3 separate regions of the Mus musculus genome follow, and all the other regions are linked to region 2. The links are chromatin contacts, called in public Hi-C and promoter capture Hi-C maps. All regions are on one chromosome and are shown on one strand. The core of a region is the stretch at or near the end of the contact, and the rest is flanking DNA. Distances in the headings are between cores, read along the strand shown.

Evidence for each region. Promoter capture Hi-C pulls out the DNA fragments that hold promoters and counts their contacts. Hi-C and Micro-C count contacts between places; a contact is called where the count stands out from the background.
Region 1: a contact with region 2 is called in a Hi-C map of liver, with 4 times the contacts expected there. The contact joins the promoter of Cyp2d9 here to the enhancer-like site in region 2. A contact is called at or near these places in 2 of 39 promoter capture datasets (embryonic stem cells and neural stem cells), 10 of 484 Hi-C or Micro-C datasets (brain, differentiating spermatogonia, embryonic fibroblasts and 3 more), 1 of 115 datasets of contacts at active chromatin or transcription factors (hepatocytes) and 3 of 9 other capture datasets (adipose tissue, liver and pancreatic islet).
Region 3: a promoter capture Hi-C map of liver shows a contact between it and region 2, with 4 times the contacts expected there. The contact joins the promoter of Cyp2d26 here to the enhancer-like site in region 2. A contact is called at or near these places in 4 of 39 promoter capture datasets (cranial neural crest, embryonic stem cells and liver), 6 of 484 Hi-C or Micro-C datasets (liver, nephron progenitors, tail fibroblasts and 1 more) and 2 of 9 other capture datasets (embryonic stem cells and liver).

Annotation. Positions count from the first base shown.
Region 1 is chr15:82,450,461-82,453,627 of GRCm38.p6, forward strand. It overlaps Cyp2d9 (cytochrome P450, family 2, subfamily d, polypeptide 9), which reads left to right and starts at 1,917. Exons shown (of 9, transcript NM_010006.2): 1 at 1,917-2,180; 2 at 3,138-3,167. The coding sequence starts at 1,992.
Region 2 is chr15:82,637,516-82,640,874 of GRCm38.p6, forward strand. It overlaps the pseudogene Cyp2d13. Among named protein-coding and RNA genes, the nearest start is that of Cyp2d34, 18 kb to the left of the region's middle. Within about 2 kb of position 1,271, at least 6 of the 459 cell types and tissues checked have an H3K27ac peak or open chromatin away from gene starts, as enhancers often do. A contact at or near this core is called in hepatocytes and liver, where this site is marked.
Region 3 is chr15:82,792,262-82,795,590 of GRCm38.p6, forward strand. It overlaps Cyp2d26 (cytochrome P450, family 2, subfamily d, polypeptide 26), which reads right to left and starts at 1,984. Exons shown (of 9, transcript NM_029562.2): 1 at 1,724-1,984; 2 at 865-1,036; 3 at 447-599; 4 at 208-368. The coding sequence starts at 1,912.

The DNA.
Region 1 (3,167 bases), core at 667-3,166, 190 kb before region 2:
ACATGGCAGACCTGTGCTGCTGAGATGAATATGCAGACCCCAGTCCCCCTAACATCACATGATTCTGTCAGATCACAGTTGTTCACATGGCTGAGAAGACATGGACAAAGGACAAAGGGAATGATGCAGCAGGCACAAGGTAAGCAGACCATATAGTCCTCTCCCAAGAGTCAAACATAGAGAGGAAACCCAGTACAACATAGAGGGAGTGACATCCCTCACCTCTCTGTGCACTTCCCTCACGAGGGCTCATTTACCTGATGCAGGGAAATCCAGACTGAATCAGCTCATCCCCCACTGGAGCCAACACCCAGTCAGCACAACTGCTTCTCTTAGATAATGTCATGGATGACCCAGACAGGAAGAAATGAGGGCTGAATATGTTGTCCCAGCCCTGACATGCAGGTTTAAGCATCAGGCACTAAAAGTCATCTTGGAAGGGTCCTGGGACTAACCAGAAGAAACCCAGCAGCCTGAATCTGACAGTGACCTCAGCAGGTTGTCTCCTGAATTCCCTTTCTGACCCTTACCTATAATGGTGTCCTGCCTCCAAAGCAGGTGTCCTTTCAGACCAACTTGGTGATTGAGAAAGACATTTGTCTCTGTTCCAACTATGGTGCCATTCGAGAGTACTGGGTTGGGCAGGGCCAAAGAGCATGGACAGGAAGAGGAGAAACAGACTTAGAGGCTTCAGGCCAGCAATAAGCATGGAGTCACCAACAGGCTCCAGTGACACACAGGTGGTCAGTGCAGGGGGGCACATTCAGCAGAGAGGAGACCTGTGTGTAGTCCTTGCTCTGGGGCTTCATGGTGTGTCTCCATTCAACTCAAGCCTCCCTTCCACCATGGTGAAGCTGTAGTAGAAAGAGCCTGCCTGGATTCCAGGAGGACTTCTAAGCCTTCGATCTTCAGAGGTCTGGATTCCCAGCAAGGACAGGGACTGAGCCTCTTTGGACCCTAGTGTATGGGGACCTGCTATGTGCCATGTGTCCAGCAGTGCCCAGCACACAAGGGCCATTTATTAGAAGGCTCGGGAGTCATCTTTCTGTTTTCCTCATGAATGCTCACCCTGACCACAGGCCTCTGGCATGAGCAAGGAAACTGCCTCACCTACCTCCATGTGAAAAACTGTTCCCAGGTGAGATTGACCCACCAAGAAACTGAGGGTGAATAAGAGACAGAGGCCAGCATGTGACAAGTCCCTGTAACAACTTTGGCCAGCAAGATACTCAGATTTTTCTCAGCTTCCCCAGACTGGGCCTGAGAAATCTCGTGTTGTAATTATTGCTGCCTGATCCACTGGATGACCACAGACCTGTAGTGAACATGGCAATGCTCCAGCTGCCTTCCCCACTGGCACTCACTAATCAACAGAACATCTAGCTGCCTTCCCACCAGTAACTTCCACTTTACCACAGGGGCTCTATATGCCTTTGCACTACTCACAAGCAAGGATTCCAGCTTCCCTCCCCACCTGTCCTTCTTTTGCCCATAGGGGCTCCAGCCTCTTTCCCTCCACTGTAGAAAACATCCTCCCACCGCTCAAACATGCACAGAAGGCATTCACAGGAAGGCAGTCAAGCCCCATGTCCTGTCAACAAAGTGCTCCATGAAGATTTGGAGGTCTCATTCCTCTCTGAGGCAATATCCTCAAGCCCTCAAAGATTTGCATAGGTAGCATACCAAATGAATTTGCTGCACACAGTAATCAGATCATCCATCTTGAAGAGGGGTCCTCTAGACATCTGCCTACCATGTTCAGCCCAGCAGAATCAGCATGCTCTGCTCCTGGTAGGAACTGAACATCACTGGCTCCTCCCTATTCCGGGCCAAAACAAACACATATTTGGGGCAGGACACAGAGGACAAAGGGCAACCCTGGCACTCCTTTATAAGGTGACAGGATCCAAGCTTGGGGCTTCCTGATCCTAGGTGTTGTATTGAGTGTTGTTCATTGGTCTCTGGGAAGCCTGGGCAGTAGTGGGGCAGCCATGGAGCTGCTGACTGGGACTGACCTGTGGCCTGTGGCCATATTCACAGTCATCTTCATATTACTGGTGGACCTGACCCACCAGCGCCAGCGCTGGACTTCTCGTTACCCACCAGGCCCTGTGCCATGGCCTGTACTGGGTAACTTGCTGCAGGTGGACCTAGGTAACATGCCATACAGCTTGTACAAGGTGAGTGACTTAGCAATAGATGGTAACTGAAGTAATGGTATCTACAGCGGCACATACTAGGGCTTAGGCCACAGGTCAGACAGGGATCTAGACCTCCAAGAGAGGACAGGCATAGAAATGTTTTGGTAGCAGCCACTGGGAATTCCTAGAGCAAAATTTTAGAAGAAAAATTCCAGGAGGTGAAGCAGGATGTGACAACAGTATTTAGTCAGTTTGGACAGGGCAGCAGCCATAGAGGACAAAGGTCCATTATGGCCCTGTCAAAAACAAGGTCTGTTAGTTTACCAAAAATATCATTTAGGACACTGAGTGGAGAGAGGGACTGTGGCTGCCTGAATCTCTTGCTGTTGTGTGCTCTCTGGCCTCACTGCCCATCTCGAGGAACCAGAGTCTCTTCATGAATGTTGACATGTTAAAGAACCCAGGACAGTTTTCTGGCTCTGACAAGATCACCACTGGGGAGTCACATCTACTGTGATTCCTTCGCTGAACTTAAAAGATAAGACACCGCAGTGGTAGGCAGCCTCAGGCTGGGAATGGAGCTCAGTGAGAAGCAGTTTCCCAGGATACATGAGGACCAGGGTTCAATAACAAGCAAGATACACACTAATGTGCATGCACATATACAAATACAGAGAGAGAGAGAGAGGGAGAGAGGCAGAGAGAGGGAGAGAGAGACAGAGAGAGACAGAGAGAGACAGAGAGAGACAGAGAGAGACAGAGAGACACTAAGATATGCATTGACTCTGAGGGAGAGATATGCATGGACTTACATACACATATGCACACATACTTAAATTACATACATAAACATGAAGGTGTAAACATACACGAATGTGCACTCACACACACAGAAACTTCCTTGCACCCTCTCACTTTGACATTGTTGTGCAGTGAAACTGGTTCTATTATCTGTGGGCACCTCCACTTCCTATGTGCTCTGTCTCTCTACCTCAGCTTCAAAACCGCTATGGTGACGTGTTCAGC
Region 2 (3,359 bases), core at 21-2,520:
CACTGTGTTGGGGAAACAGAGTAGGCGTTCCTCTAAAGAGCCACATCTAACCTCCCACTGGAAGGCCTTCCTGCACTCCAGCCATGGCCGCCAGCCAACCCAAGGCACCCACCGAGCTAGCAGCCTGAACTAGTCAGGTTCTCTCATCCCTGCAGTAAACTGCCAGGGCTCTCCCCTTACCCTCCCTCCGGCCCCCGGCCAGAGTCCATCTGAGGGCCTGTTCTCAGCTCTTACACGACATACAGTGACATCTGGGATGTGTGAGACTGAGAACCTGTCGTCTCTGGCCTCCATGAGGCCCAGAGACCCTGGACTGCTTCCTCTCTGCCCCCCCTTGAACTGAGGTTCATAGCTTCCCACAGCCAGACGCTCACCCGGGCGGCATAGAGAGTGCAAGGCAGTCCCCCATGTCCAGTTCGGGTTCTCTCCCACCCCCTTTATTTCCCCAGGCCTGATGCCCCACAGTGCTCCACCCTCCAAGGCACCCCGGGGAGAGACAGGGAGCCAGGCACCCCAGAGGCACCTGCTGAGAATGGCATGAAGGCCTCAGGCTTCACAAAATGGCCCTGGGCATCCAGGAAGTGTTCAGGATGGAAGCGGAGGGGCTTCTCCCAGACAGTCTCATCCTTTAGCGCGGAGGACAGGTTGGGGATGAGGGTCGTCCCCTGGCAGAAGGCACATGGTGTGAGGTTGGACTGGGGTGGGGTTGTCTAGTCTCTGATCACCAAGCTCACATGCATGGTCTCTACCTCACAGACTGGATCCTTTCATATAACCTTAGCCCTAGAGACTTCTTAGCTGTCATTAATACTATGACATGAATATGTGATAAGTGACAGATATACACATTGTCACCTGTATTTGTAGGTAGTGGCTGTTACCACTTGACTTTCCAGTATACAGTTCCTGCTACTGTTTCTCTTCCCATAGTTACCTGGGGAAGCTGGTTCTGTGGCATGGAGAACTGGGTAGCCTAAATTCCAGTCCTATCTTAAGTGGACAGCTCAGACATTAGAGAGCTAGCAACCCTGACTAGACATTGGAGGGTCCCAGGCCTACCTTAGGGATAAGGAAGCCCTGTACTTCCAATATCATGAGAAGTCTTGTGTGGCAAGTTCATTGGGACAATGTCTGCAAAGCGCTGCACCTCATGAATGACAGCATTGGTGTAGGGCATGTGGGCCTGGTCTGCCATCTCTGGACACCGCACCTGCCCTATGACCTCGTCGATTTCCTCTTGCACTCGGCCTGGAAAGGCAACAACCACTTAGAAAAAGGAACACCAGAGGGGTGTCCTTTGTCCCTCTACTACTGCTCTGTTAAGGGCTGAGCCCATGGGAGAAAGGTGACCATCACCCTTGCTGGAGTCTGGGTTAAACCAGTGTTGGGAGCCACAAGAGTCCCAAGTAAGCTTAAGAACTGTGCCTCTACCCTCCTCCTCCTTTCTTCCCAGCCCCATCAGTCTCACGCTGCACATCTGGATGCAAGATCATGAGCAGCAGGGCCCAGGTCAGAGTGATTGAACTGGTCACAATCCCAGCACCAAACAGGTCAAAGACAACCAGACGTAGATTTGCTTCATTGAAGCTACTCTTAGGGTTCCCCTTTGCCTAGGACACAGAAAAGCAGTAGACTCAGTGGAGAGACTGGAAGGCCCCATAACACTCTCCTGATGACTTTAGGTGGTGACATTTCAGTGTCACTGGGTTATTCACAGCGCAATGGACACCAGATTGCAGAGTCTCTCACCTTCTCCATTTCAGCCAGAAAGGCATCAGTCAGGTCACGAGGTGGCTGGTCAGGGTCCCAGGTCCTCTTGTGCTCAGTCACCAGCTTATTTACCAGGGTGAGAAATGTCTTTTGCCCAGGGAAGACTTTGTCAGCCAACCCTGGGATGTGCAGGAGAATTGGAAATGTGTTCAGAACCTGTAACAACCATAGAATATGGTAAGTTTTCCTGCTGCCTTTAATTTAACGAGTTGAGTAAATAATTAGTTAAAATAACAATAATAAGTAAGAAATAACTTCAGTAATAATAGTCATTATTTCAATGTGTTTCCATGTGCAAATGATGTGAGCAGTGCTATTGACACAACAAAGATGTTGAGGTCCAGGAAAACCATAGAGAGTCAGTTGCGTGGCATCCAGGATTGAAACTCAAGCACCCTGCTTGCCTGGCAAGCTCCTTACCCACTAACCATCTCTCTGGCTCCTGGGTACATAGGCTTAGTGTTGATCTCGGCCAGTCTTAGTTACCAGCCTCTTCCATGATGGACACGGGCCCTATGTGTTCCCACCCATCACCTGACTCCTTCTTAGTCCATGCCTTCAGCCTCTAGCAGCACCTTGGTGGAAATCCCATAGGCTTTGGTGGCTTCCCTGTGAGCAGAGGCCCAGCTTCTCACATTCTAGAGGGCCTAATCTTGGGCCTCTTCTCCCCTCACATTGCTGCATGCTTGTCAAGCTTCAGGCTCCTATTCCTGTGGATGACACTTCTAGAGGTCTCCTTTCCAAATCTCCTGTCTACAGCCTCCTCTTGGAAGATGGAAAGCAGGGAAGTTGATCTGAAGGCTGCCCTTGAGTCTCCTACCTCTGGAAACAAGCCAGTATTCTCTCCCATGTTTTCTTTCAATATTTTTAGCATCTTGATGAAGTCAGGGTCTCCATACTCAAAGCGACGGGCATAAATGAGAGACGCAATCACATTGCACACAGCTTTGTTCAGGAGTGTGTAAGGATCGAGGGGACTCCCTAGGAGTGGAGATGCAAGTAAAATTCAGGATATTGTTGCTGTCTCCCTGTCCCCACTTGCAGTCCACACACATCACCCACCAGCCTGGGCGGTGAAGGCATCACAGAGGTGGCCAGCTTCCTCTGTCACCCACTGCTCCAGCGATTTCTTGCCCAGGCCCAAGTTGCGCAGGGTTGACACAGAGAATCTCCTCAGTTCTCGCCATTCAGGCCCGTAAGGTGCAAAGACCACACCTGAAAGTGCATATGTGTGTAACCAAGGATACCTGTCTGTGTTGTCCTCTCCCCATTTCATTTTTCTTCTCCTCTGGGATCAGTGGCCCCCATAACCTCACCCATCCCCCAACACATATCTCTACCACCCTCCAGCATGCTTAGGAGGCTCCACAATGGATTTCAGGGACTTTGTTTTTGAATTTCTTAACTTCAATACCACCTGCATCATGCCCTAATCTTCTTCTTCTCAGTGTCCCCCAAATTGGCTCTGATGCCATCTCTGCCCCCACACTGCATTTTGCCTTTAGCTTTTTCCCCATAGCCTAGGTGTTGAAAGATGGGCATTTCAGGGCGGTCAGCTGTGTCCTCTCCACAGGTCACCAGCACTTCCC
Region 3 (3,329 bases), core at 734-3,233, 160 kb after region 2:
TGTGTGGTTTCCCTGCAGGCTCACCCCCTTTCTAGAGCCATTAACCTTGGTCTGCTCCTCCCCTCCACTTATCTGAGGTTTGTCAACACCCAAGCCTTTCTCCCTGCACTTGGCCATCACACCAGGCCCACCCACCCTGAATTCATACTTACTCTGATAGAATTTATAGCATAGAAGTGGCCAGGCCCACTGCCCCGAGCCACATACCTCTCCGACGAAGCCAGTGTCTTCTCCTAAGCTTTCCTTCAATGTTTTGAGCATCCTGTTGAAGAAAGGGTCTTCATACTCAAATCGACGAGCATAAATGAGGGAGGCGATCACGTTGCTCACAGCTTTACTTAGGAGGGGGCTGGGATTGAAGGGATGTTCTAGGATTGGAGATGCAAGCAAGTCATGATAGTGCTCTTCAGTCCCTGCTCACACTCTCCATCTCTAACATCACCCACCGGCCTCCTTGGTGAAAGCATCGCAGAGGTGGCCAGCCTCCTCTGTCACCCACTGCTCCAGTGATTTCTTGCCCAGGCCGAAGTCACGCAGGGTAGACACAGAAAATCGCCGCTGCTCTCGCCACTCGGGCCCGTAAGGTGCAAGGATCACACCTGCAGACATATCTGTGTGTAACTGAGGGCACCTAGCTATGTGGTCTCTTCTGTTCCCAACATTTCTCTGTGGTCAGTCTTAGCAGTCAGTGCCCAGCACTTTTCTAGCACATATTGGCACCTTGCATTCCTTAGGCTCCACCCTCCACCCCAGTGTTTTTCCCTTGCCTTGCCGGACCACATCATCTCCATTAGGTCTGTCTATCTTCTGCTCACCCCTCTCAAGCCCTACTCTCCCTGCCTTGCCCCCACTATAGAGCTTTGCCTTTTGATTTGTGCCCATAGCCTATGTGATTATAGATGGGCATTAGGGGGCGGTCAGAAGTGTCCTCTCCATAGGTCACCAGCAGTTCCCGCACTGCCTTCAGTCCGTTGACCACAACCACGGGCTTCCAGGCCATCTGTAGGCTGAACACATTGCCATAGCGGTTTTGAAGCTGAAATAGGACAGAGCACATAGGAAGTAGAGGTTTCCAGCAGAGTGGAAGATCAATACTCTTCATACAAGTCTCTGCTTCTCTCTCTCTCTCTCTCTCTCTCTCTCTCTCTCTCTCTCTCTCTCTCTCTGTGTGTGTGTGTGTGTGTGTGTGTGTGTGTGTGTGTGTGTGTCTGTGTCTGTGTCTGTGTCTGTGTCTGTGTCTGTGTCTGTGTCTGTGTCTGTGTCTGTGTCTGTACATACACATATATAGAACTTATTGAACCTTGTTCCTGACATATGCTGGGCAAATGCTCTATCACAGGCCTACATCCCTAGCCTATGGTTGGGGCACCTTGTTGCTTGGCAACCATATCTTCTCAATTTAACAAAGACCTCACAGCAAATATTATCATTCAGCTGTGACTCAGCCTGAACAAGATCCTTGGGTCCCTTCATACTCCACCATACAAGAAAAAATTCAGGTTCCTAAGATAGGCAGCGAGGCCTGAGACCACACAACAGGAAGAGACTATTACACACACACACACACACACACACACACACACACACACACTCCACTTTGTTTTCCCAACAACTCTTTTTTTCTCTTGGGGGCCATCTTCCTGTCTTTCCAGTGGCTTCAACACCTCCACGTGCTGCCTGGGTCACTCTGACTTCTTCTGTCCTCCACCACCACCTCTCTCACCTTGTAAAAGCTGTATGGTATGTTCTCGAAGTCCACCTGCAGCAGGTTTCCCAGCCCAGGGAATGGCACAGGGCCTGGTGGGTAGCAGGCAGTCCAGCGCTGGCGCCGGTGCACCAGGTCCACCAGAAGCAGGAAGATGGCTGTGAATATGACCACAGCCCATAAGTCATCTCCAACCAGCAGCCCCATGGCTGCCCTACTGCTTCCAGGCTTTTGAAGGAATACTCGTTCCAGAAACTTAGAATCAGGAAAGATCCTCTTATGATGGACTGGGAACCTGGTCCCTTATAAAGAGGGAGGAGGGGAAGGCTGCACTTTGTTCTCTGCCTTGAGCCAAGTAGCTGTGTTAATTAATGTTCAAACAGAGCCTATATGGGGGAAGGGGGTGTCAGAAAAATCAAGGGAAAGTCAACATCAGAGGTTCCTGCCCTTTCTTCTTTCCTGTGGTGCTTATCCAGGGGAGTGGCACTGATAGCTCCACAGAGAATTGCATAGTGGTTATATTGGGTTGGACACTGTAAGCACAGCGGGCACGTAGCCATGGACCCTGCCTCAGGGTGCAACGGTCATAGACTAATTTGCCACATGACCAGAGATCCGAGGGGACCGAAGACATTGTCTCAGAATGGAACAAGGCCTTTTGGAGGCTTCAGGGAACACTTGGCTAGTAGGATATGAGGTCTGACTGACACTATCAGTGGGCACTATCACTATGCAGCAATGGCCACTGAAGTGGCTTATGTGGCTAGCAGATGAGGGTGAGGGAGAGGCAGTGTAAGGAAGGAGGCTCCAGCCTGTGGAGCCTTGAGCACAGGTAGGAGGTCATTCAACTCTCAAGGAAGGCCAAATTCAAAACCTGGGGACTTCTTAGCTCTCACCCGAGAAAGCTGAAAGGCTGTCACCAACTGTCAATAGAATTCTGGGGAGGCCAGCTAGATGTCCATGTAGTTGTCACATGGGGACCACTATCTAATTTTATTCACTCTTGGCTTTTTGTTAGGTCAAGCCCTGTGCTAACAATCATCTTAAGAGGGATGGAGAGATGTCTTCCTCGTGTTACATGGGCGGTGTTTTTGAGATATTTGTGAATACTGCCAAACATGGGGGGATGGGGGGTAAGACCATCCTGGAGGCTCAAGGAGCACATTATTGTTAGGACACAAGTAACTTGCAGGTACTGCAAGACACAGCACCCGGCTATGACAGCAAGTGCCACTGTCTGGTTTTTGTGATGAGAGGCAGTGGGAAGAAGGGGGCTGCAGCTCCTGGAGTCTTGTGTTCAGCTTTGAGGTTACTTACTGGGTTGATTGGAGAGGCCAGACTCAGAACCTGGAAGCATCTTAGGTCAGATCTGAGAAAGCTGAGAAACTGTCAACAGTTGTTGAGAGTCCCAGAGGCCTGTAGGTTGGACCAAGTACTTATCACATGGTGGCCTCTGTCTCTTTTTCACCCTTGGTTTCTTGGTGGGTCAGTTGTTCCCCTGACAGTCTTCTACATGGATATAGGTAAAGCAGACCTTGTGCCAGAGGTCTGTGGGCTGGGTGGGGTAAAGGGTCCCTCCCCACACCCACACCCACACCCGTCTCGATGCATGTTCCTGCCTATT